Regions from separate parts of the Mus musculus genome. Here region 1 is linked to region 2. The links are chromatin contacts, called in public promoter capture Hi-C maps. All regions are on one chromosome and are shown on one strand. The core of a region is the stretch at or near the end of the contact, and the rest is flanking DNA. Distances in the headings are between cores, read along the strand shown. Region 1 overlaps Folr1 (folate receptor 1 (adult)). Region 2 overlaps Fam168a (family with sequence similarity 168, member A).

Region 1 (4,454 bases), core at 246-2,745, 1.1 Mb before region 2:
TGTTTATTTGTTTTTATGTATTTATTTTTATGGTATTTTGCATGCATATTTGTCAATCAAAGAAGTGCAGTGCATGCAAAGGCCAGAAGAGGGTGTTGGAGTCTCCACGACCAGAGTTATAGGTGGTTGTGAGCCTCCACGTGCATGCTGGGAGCTGAATCCAAGTCCTCTGTAAGAATGACAAGTGCTCTCAACCCCTGAGCCATCACTCCAGGCTCTATTTACTTTTTGTAATACTTAAGCTAAGCAGTGGTGATGCATGTGTTTAATCCTAGCACTTGGAGGCAGAGGCAGACGGATTTCTGAGTTTGAGATCAGCCTGGTCTACATAGTGAGGTCCAGGATAGTCAGATCTACACAGAGAAACCATGTTCTAAATAAATAAATAAATAAATAAGCCTAAATAAAATTTAAAAATATTTAAGATTTGTACCTTGAGAATTCCATATGTACATACAATGTATTTCCATCATGTGTAGCTCAGGCACACCCACCCTTTGGGTTCTACTTTGTCTTTTCCTCCCACAGGAGCATGGTCAGCCTATTTGAACCACATTTGACTCTTCCCTGGGAATCACAAACTATCAATAGATCCTCAGCTAGGGATGAGGTTCCTGTGTCCTTCTCTAACCCACTGCTGCTGCTAATTTGTTCGTTTGTTTGTGTCTGGGAGACAGGGTCTCTCTTGTAGCCTGTCTGGCCTGGAACTCAAACAGGCTGGCCTCCCGGGATAAAGGATTAAAGGTGTGTGCCTCCATACCTGTGCTGCTGTTTTGAAACACTGAGCACAAGGTTGCTAGTTTTAGATTGAGCAGTGGCTACCTTGAGCATCCTTAATTTACAAACTTATTCAAACCTTCCTTCCTTCCTTCCTTCCTTCCTTCCTTCCTTCCTTCCTTCCTTCCTTCTTTTCTCTCTTTTTTTAAAATTTATTTTTGTCACTTGGGAGTCAGAGGCAGGAGAATCCACTGAGCCACAGAGCTAGCCTGGTCTACATAGCAAGTTCCAAGTAAGCCAGAGCTATATAGTGAGACCCTGTATCAAAAATAAATAGCCGGGCAATGGTGATGCACGCCTTTAATCCAAGCACTTGGGAGGCAGAGGCAGGCGAATTTCTGAGTTCGAGACCAGCCTAGTCTACAGAATGAGTTCCAGGACAGCCAGGACTATACAGAGAAACCCTGTCTCGAAAAACCAAACCAAACAAAAAAAAAAAAAAAAAGGAAAGAAAGAAAAATTATATATATGCTTTTGTTTAGTGTAGGTGTGTGTGTCTGTGTGAATGAATACCACACATGTATGTATGAGTTCTGGTGGAACTAAAGGAAAGCATCAGATCCTTTGGAGCTGGAGCTGCAGCCATATTTGAGCCAGGACATAGGTGCTGGGCAGTAGACTATTAAATGCTGAGTCATCTCTCTAGATTCTTAGGGTGTTTTTGTTTTTGTTTTTTAAACTGGGCATGGTGCCACATGCCCTTTATCCTAGCACTCTGAGAAGCAGAGGAAAACAGATCTCTGTGAGTTAGAGGCCAGTATGATCCACATAGCAAATTTCAGGGTTATCCCAGTCTCAAAAACAAACAAACAAACAAACAAACAAACAAACAAACAGAATAAAACAACAACAAAAAACTTGTTTTGAAGGTGTGTTTTGAAACTTTGTTATGTGCTAAGTTCCAGGCCAAGAGTCGATTTTCAGGAGTAAGTTAGCGTATTGCGAGTGTTCTTTTTCTCGGTGACATTTAATGCGACCATCTGGTGGCACTGCAAGTCCACATGCCTTTCTCTTGCTTTTATTTATTTATTTATTTATTTATTTATTTCCCCAAAGCGATTGGCATGTTGGGTTTATCATTTTATCCCTTATTTCCTAGGAAAGTGGCTTGGGGTGGGTCGGGGTCTCATAAAGACTAGAATCAAGGGGCTGGAGAGATGGCTCAGCAGTTAAGAGCACCTACTGCTCTTCTGAAGGTCATGAGTTCAAATCCTAGCAACCACATGATGGCTTACAACCATCCGTAATGAGATCTGATGCCCTCTTCTAGGGTGTCTGAAGACAGCTACTGTGTACTTACATATAATAAATAAATAAATCTTAAAAAAAAAACAAAACAAAACTAGAATTAAAGAACTAGATGTATGATCAGCTGTGGTGGTGGTAAGCCTACCTCTGGGGATGCTAGGTTAACCTGATCTATATAGTGAGTTACAGGCCAGCCAGGGTTACCTAGTGAAAACCTGGCTTTTTAAAATTTTAATTAACTAAGGAAAGTTAAACCTGGATGTGGTAGCACGCATCTCACCACTTGAGAAGCAGAAGAGATTCAGGAGTCCAAGGCTATCCTTGGTTACATATAGAGTCTGAAGCCACTTAGACTCTATGAGGCTGCTCAGAAAAAAGGGACCGGGAAGACAACACTTGCCTCAGAACCATAAGGACCCGAGTTTAATCCTTAGGACTCATGTACAAATGCCTAGGGTAATGTGGGTTTATGACCTCAGCACCGAGGAGATAAGATCAGTGAGTCCGAATGTTTATCAAAGGTTAGAATAGCTTCATTTGTGGTCCCCAGGCCAGTGAGAGACCCTGCCTCAAAGTGGGCAGACTGCCTGAGGTTGTCTTCTGACCTCTACACTTGCAAACAAATGTGTGTGTGAACACTCATAGATACACAAATAGGCACACACACACACAAAGCACATGTGCAAAGAAAAAAATACCAAGGCATAGTGAGTGGCCCATGCCTTTAATTCTAGCACTTAGAAGGCAGAGGCAGTCAGATAGCTTGGAGTTTAATTCAAGTCTGGTTTACATAGTGAATTACAGACAGTTGTGAGCCTCCATTGTGGGTGCTTGAAACCAAACCCTGGTCTTCTGCAAGAGCAACCAGTGTGCTCTTACCCACTGAGCCAGATGTCTCTTCTGGGCTTCTACAGCCAGCTTAACAGCAAGTATCGAAATGGCTAGGCAATCAAGGACTCTTCAAAGTGCAAGGCTGCATGTGGAATATTCTGTCTGTGCTTGGCCACGGTCCTGTGATTTCCATCTCACAGTGCAGCCCCTGGAAGACGAATTCCTGCTGTTCCACGAACACAAGCCAGGAAGCACATAAGGACATTTCCTACCTGTACCGGTTCAACTGGAACCACTGCGGAACTATGACATCGGAATGCAAACGGCACTTTATCCAAGACACCTGCCTCTATGAGTGTTCCCCGAACTTGGGACCCTGGATCCAGCAGGTACGAGTGTCCCCCAGTGCCAGCGGAGTAGCTGTGCTCTCCAAATCTCTACAGGCTATGTCTGCAGCTCCGATTCTACTCAGGCTGCATTTCTGAGGTTCCTGAGTTCAAAACCTTTTACACCCTCTCTCAGGTGGACCAGAGCTGGCGCAAAGAGCGGATCCTTGATGTTCCCCTGTGCAAAGAGGACTGTCAGCAGTGGTGGGAGGACTGCCAGAGCTCTTTTACCTGCAAGAGCAATTGGCACAAGGGATGGAACTGGTCCTCGGGTAAGGAGTAGGTGGAGTGGGCTTTTTTTTTCTTTCTTTCTTTTTTGTTTTTTGTTTTGTTTTGTTTTGTTTTGTTTTGTTTTGTTTTGAGTCAGGGTTTCTCTGTGTAGCCCTGGCTGTCCGGGAGCTCACTCTGTAGACCAGGCTGGCCTCGAACTCAGAAATCTGCCTGCCTCTGCTTCCCGAGTGCTGGGATTAAAGGCGTGGGCCACCACTCCCAGCTGGAGTGGGCATTTAACAGTGCAGGGGTGGGGGTCGTGCAGCTGTTATGTGAAAATCTGGGATTTTGAGGGAGGCATAACCAGCGATGGCTCTAGGCACAGGGACTAACGATCTTCCATCATTTATATAGGGCATAACGAGTGTCCTGTGGGAGCCTCCTGCCATCCCTTCACCTTCTACTTCCCCACATCTGCTGCTCTGTGTGAGGAAATCTGGAGTCACTCCTACAAGCTCAGCAACTACAGTCGAGGGAGCGGCCGCTGCATTCAGATGTGGTTCGACCCAGCCCAGGGCAACCCCAACGAGGAAGTGGCGAGGTTCTATGCCGAGGCCATGAGTGGAGCTGGGTTTCATGGGACCTGGCCACTCTTGTGCAGCCTGTCCTTAGTGCTGCTCTGGGTGATCAGCTGAGCTCCTGTTTTACCTTCAGTTGTCTGGAGCGCCACCCTGCTTGGCTCAGCCTCCCAGCTCCCAGCCTCCTTTGTGGTGGGGCTCTGACAGCCTCTTTAATAAACCAGACATTCCACATGTGCCTTATGAATTATTTGGGTGTGAATGAGAATGTATTTATTTTGCTTCCTACTTCCCACTGATTGAAGTTGTTTAAACGTGCTAGTTCCCAGCTCTGACACTTACTGTGAGCTAGTCAGATTCACTTGATTTTTCTAAGCTGAGACACAACCATGGATCTTGATTTTATTTTTCATATGAGCTCTAA
Region 2 (4,465 bases), core at 1,941-4,440:
TCAACCCAGTTATCCTTCACCAGGTGAATGGCTACACCATCTCTCTATATCCTTATGAGGGAATGCTACTCAGTAACAAAAAGCAACAAAACAGGGACTGGAGGCAGCTGGCACAGCACCTTGTTCCTATCTGATTAAGGGAGGAGCCTCTGCGTTGGCTGCCTAGCAACACCTAAAAGATAATAAACGACACGATTCCATTTATTCATCATTCTCAAAAGGGCAAAATTATACAGATAAAGAATATACATGGTTTTGCCAGAGGATAAGGACAGAGTGGGGTGAGAAGGAAGGTATGGACATAAATATAATGATGTAGTACAAGAGTTTCTTTTTGGTAATAGAACATGTCAGTATCTTTAATTGTGGTAGTGATTACACCAATCTCTACAAGGAATAAAACTACACAGAACTACACACATACATACGATTACATAGAAAATGGTAAAGTCTGTAGTCCATCTAATAGTATTTCACTAGTGTCATATATCTAGCTTTAGTATTTATTTTGTTTATGATGTCACAATGGAAAAGGCTGGGAAAACAGAAAGGACCCTGTGCACTGTTCTTCAAGTGCTGGGGATTGAACCCAGGCCCTTGTATAGGATTGGCAGAAACTTCACTACTAACCTATGCCCAAGCCTTTCTATTTACTATTTAATGCACCTTCTTTTCAATTTATAATGGTTTAAAAATAAACAGATTTTCTTTAAAAAGTCATACAATTCACCAACATCTGAGTATCAACAGTATGACAGAACACTGTGCAAGAGTTGCACATTCAACAATTAAATGGTATTCATTGAACATACATACACAACGAGCTATAGATAAAATCCCTGAAACTCTTTAATTTTAAATATCCCTAACCTAGTTACTTTAAAAAATTAAGATACTTTTTGCTAAAGCTAGTCTGTTAACTATTTTCTCTAACATGACAATTATAATTAACTAAATTTATTACTAACATAATTAAATACATGTACATCTAATTATACACCAAAAGGAGGTACAGTATAAAGGCTCTGTTTCTGTCAGCTTTGTTCAGGTCGCTTGCTACTGCTGTGATAAATAGCATGACCAAAAACAACTCGGGGAGGAAAGGGTTTATTTGGCTTTCAGTTTACAGCCTATCGCTGAGAGAAGTCAGGGCAGGAATTCAAAGCATGAACATCAGAGGAGTGCTACTGCTTCCTGGCTTGCTTTCCAGAAATATAGGAATTCTTTCTTATAGGACCAGGACTAAGTGGGTACTGTCCCCATGGCTGGGCCCTCCCACATGAATCATGAATAAAAAATAAAAATTAAAAAAAAAAAAGCCCCATAAGCTTGCCTACAGACCTACAGGCCACTCTGATGGAGGTGTCTTCTCAGCCCAGGTTCCTCTTCCCAGATGACTGTCAAGCTGACAAAAATACTAACCAGAACATCACTTTTTTTTTTCTTTTTTTTTTTTTTTTCGAGACAGGGTTTCTCTGTGTAGCCCTGGCTGTCCTGGAACTCACTCTATAGACCAGGTTGGCCTCGAACTCAGAAATCTGCCTGCCTCTGCCTCCCAAGTGCTGGGATTAAAGGCGTACACCACCACTGCCCGGCCAGAACATCACTTTTCTAATCTGAGGTTTCCTCACCTGTAAAACATGGTTATAACTCTCCTTAGAACTACAGTAAGAATTAAAACAAAGGAAACAGCTGGCCAAACTGTGAAGCACTGTGCCAATGTTAGTTACTCCTCCTCCTTACTCTTTCAGGAGAGATGTTTCAGAAATTTATTTGTCTACTTTATAAACAGCAGTATTCTCAATGCTCCAAAGCAGAGACTACATTTTCTTTTGGACCTGAAACACTCAAAACAGTTCCCTGAGAAGGCTTATAAAAACAATACCACATTAAACATTGGTGATTTGTTTTAAAAGCTGGTATGCAATTAAGAGGATTCCACTGTTTCACCATGCTCCTGTGGCATCCAATTAAGTAATAACATGAGAGAGGAGCGTTAATTATGGAGGAAAACTTCCACCAGCCAGTGACAGGTGTGCAGGGCTCACGCTGCGACCTGAACCGTTGACTGCAGCATTAATTCCCCCTTTCCTTTCCCAGACACTTCACTCTGCATGTAATTAGTTGAAATGTAAAGCAGACCAAACGACTGCTGTATTTCAAGCTTTAGCACCTTTATCACGTTAACTTCCACCAACTGGGTTTTAAAGGATTAACACCAAAACAGATGGTTTCAGCCCCACTGTAAGTGAGCTTCAGTGATCAGAAATTATAATATCCAGACTACCTTTATACTCATTACTGAGATGTGCACCATCTTTCCCTAGATAGTGGCCATGGTAAACAGAAATTATCCCACTCTTCATTTTCATATACTTTGTAAATGGCCTTAAAAATAAAACCATCTTTAAGAGGTTCCTTTTTTTTTTCCTAATTTGCCTACTTTTCCCCAAAAGTTTAAACAAAATTTTGGTTTCTTAAAGTAATTGTGGAAATAAACCAAACACCTATTGCAAATTATAATAGCATTTGAGTAAAGAGCCAAGTAAAATATATTCTTCAAATAGAAATCAGAAAAATAATTTCCCCACAATTTGATTACCCTAAGTTCAAAATCTGACTTTTACAGGTATTGATAAAACTATGCATTTTAAATCTAAATACACAACAAGAAGAGAGTGATGCCACAAAAATGCCCATTGGTTCAAAAAGCCATCTTCAAGCATCTTCTTGGCTGCCAAAGGGGAAAAGCTCCTGAAAGATCAGATGCCCAAATTTGGTTTTGGGAAAACTCTTGAGAAATATGTACATAGTTAACACAGAATGAGTCATTACGATAAGAAAAACTCGGGATTGGGTTTCAAGTACCAGTCTGTCACATTCCATTTAAGCAGTTATTGAGTAGCCACTCTACCAGAGGACCTAGTGCTGATGATTAAAGGGAGACATGATAACAACACAGCTCTTCAAGCATTACCAATGGCAAGCATCAACACAGAAGCGTGAAGAGAAGGAAAAAACAGCAACAGCTTTACCGAGGAAGCAAAGCCAAGTTGAGAGACAACCGGAGCCATTTGAACCGAAACACAGACAGGAGTAAAAACGTAGCAACAGAAAGGTAAACAGTGAGTAGCAGGAAGACAGATGACTTGGCAGGCTTGGGCTGAGGAGTGATCTTGGCAGCACTGGGGGAAATGAAAGCTGCTGTCCAGGCAGAGATGCTAAAGACTGAGCTAAAGCAACAGCTGTGGGGATGGAGAAAGGCACCAATCTAAAAAGTGCTGAGGTGATGATAACTGCCCAGCTTAGTTATGGAGGACAGGAAGATAACAAAATTCTTGGCCTGGGTGAGAAAGCTGTGTCTCACTGAGGTAAGGAACAGGAAGAGAAGGTTTGGAGAATAAGATACCAAGTTTAGTTTTAAGATATCCTTGTGACTTTGAACCAGTCATTTCATACTTCAAATCCAGTTTCTTAGTTGACAAAATGGTTATTACATCTACGTCAAAGATTCTGGTGAGAATTAATTAAAATAATGGAAGGAAGAGGGTTATAAAAATCATTGCCTGCTAGCAATGACTCAGGAAGACTGCTAACTGTATTCATTTTTCCTCCCCCACCCCACTCTGCCAAGATTTAACTGGGCACAAACAACTTTGCCAGAAACTACGTTCCCCAGTAGTATTTACAACTAGGTATGTCACAGTTCTACATATAATGAATGAAATGCCAGAAAAACTGAATATACCTTCTGGCTTCTGGATGTTAACCACATATTCTACCAATGAGCTACACTATCAGCTGCCCACGCCCTTTCTTAGAGAACTATAAACCCCTCTTTCTTGTCCCTTCCCAGAGACTAGACGGTGAATGTGTTGATAAGCTGCTGCCTGTGAAGATGCAAATAAAGCAATGGGAAAGAGAGATGGGGGTTCCCCCGATGAGTTCAAGGAGCAGAGCCTCTGACTGCTTTGGTAATAATCGCCTTACTCCTGATGTTACATGAAAGATAAATTTCTACACTTTCTTAGCCACTAACTGTGTGGGTCTCTGTTTCAGCAGTTAATCTGAACTCTTAACTATATAACATCAATGCTTATAAGAATCTGCAAAGAGGGCTAGTAAGATGGCTCAGGGGGTAAAAGTGCTTACTGACCAAGCCTGGTGAACTGAATTAGAGTTTTCAGAACCCAGGTAAAGGTGGGAATGAAGAACTAACTCTGTAAAGTTGTCCTCTGCCCTCCAAAGCATACCATGGCATACCAACACACAGACACATTGTGCACAGACATACATATATACACACATACATACTTACAGAGAGAGAAAGAGACAATTTAAATCTGTAAGAAAAATAACCAAAACATATTTCAGAACCCTAAAAATCCACTAATTCATAGTATCATAAAAATTAAGGAGGTGCATTCATGAGTACGCAAGCACACACACAGATACACACATGCAT

Evidence for each region. Capture Hi-C pulls out chosen DNA fragments and counts their contacts.
Region 1: a contact with region 2 is called in a promoter capture Hi-C map of adipose tissue. The contact joins two enhancer-like sites. A contact is called at or near these places in 1 of 39 promoter capture datasets (liver) and 1 of 9 other capture datasets (adipose tissue).

What each region holds. Positions count from the first base shown.
Region 1 is chr7:101,858,157-101,862,610 of GRCm38.p6, reverse strand. It overlaps Folr1 (folate receptor 1 (adult)), which reads left to right. Exons shown (of 7, transcript NM_001252554.1): 5 at 3,057-3,245; 6 at 3,379-3,514; 7 at 3,867-4,280. The coding sequence ends at 4,147. Among named protein-coding and RNA genes, the nearest start is that of Gm35597, 10 kb to the left of the region's middle. Within about 2 kb of position 1,495, at least 9 of the 459 cell types and tissues checked have an H3K27ac peak or open chromatin away from gene starts, as enhancers often do. A contact at or near this core is called in adipose tissue, where this site is marked.
Region 2 is chr7:100,732,011-100,736,475 of GRCm38.p6, reverse strand. The region is part of intron 1 of Fam168a (family with sequence similarity 168, member A); the gene reads right to left. Among named protein-coding and RNA genes, the nearest start is that of Fam168a, 28 kb to the right of the region's middle. Within about 2 kb of position 3,190, at least 94 of the 459 cell types and tissues checked have an H3K27ac peak or open chromatin away from gene starts, as enhancers often do. A contact at or near this core is called in adipose tissue, where this site is marked.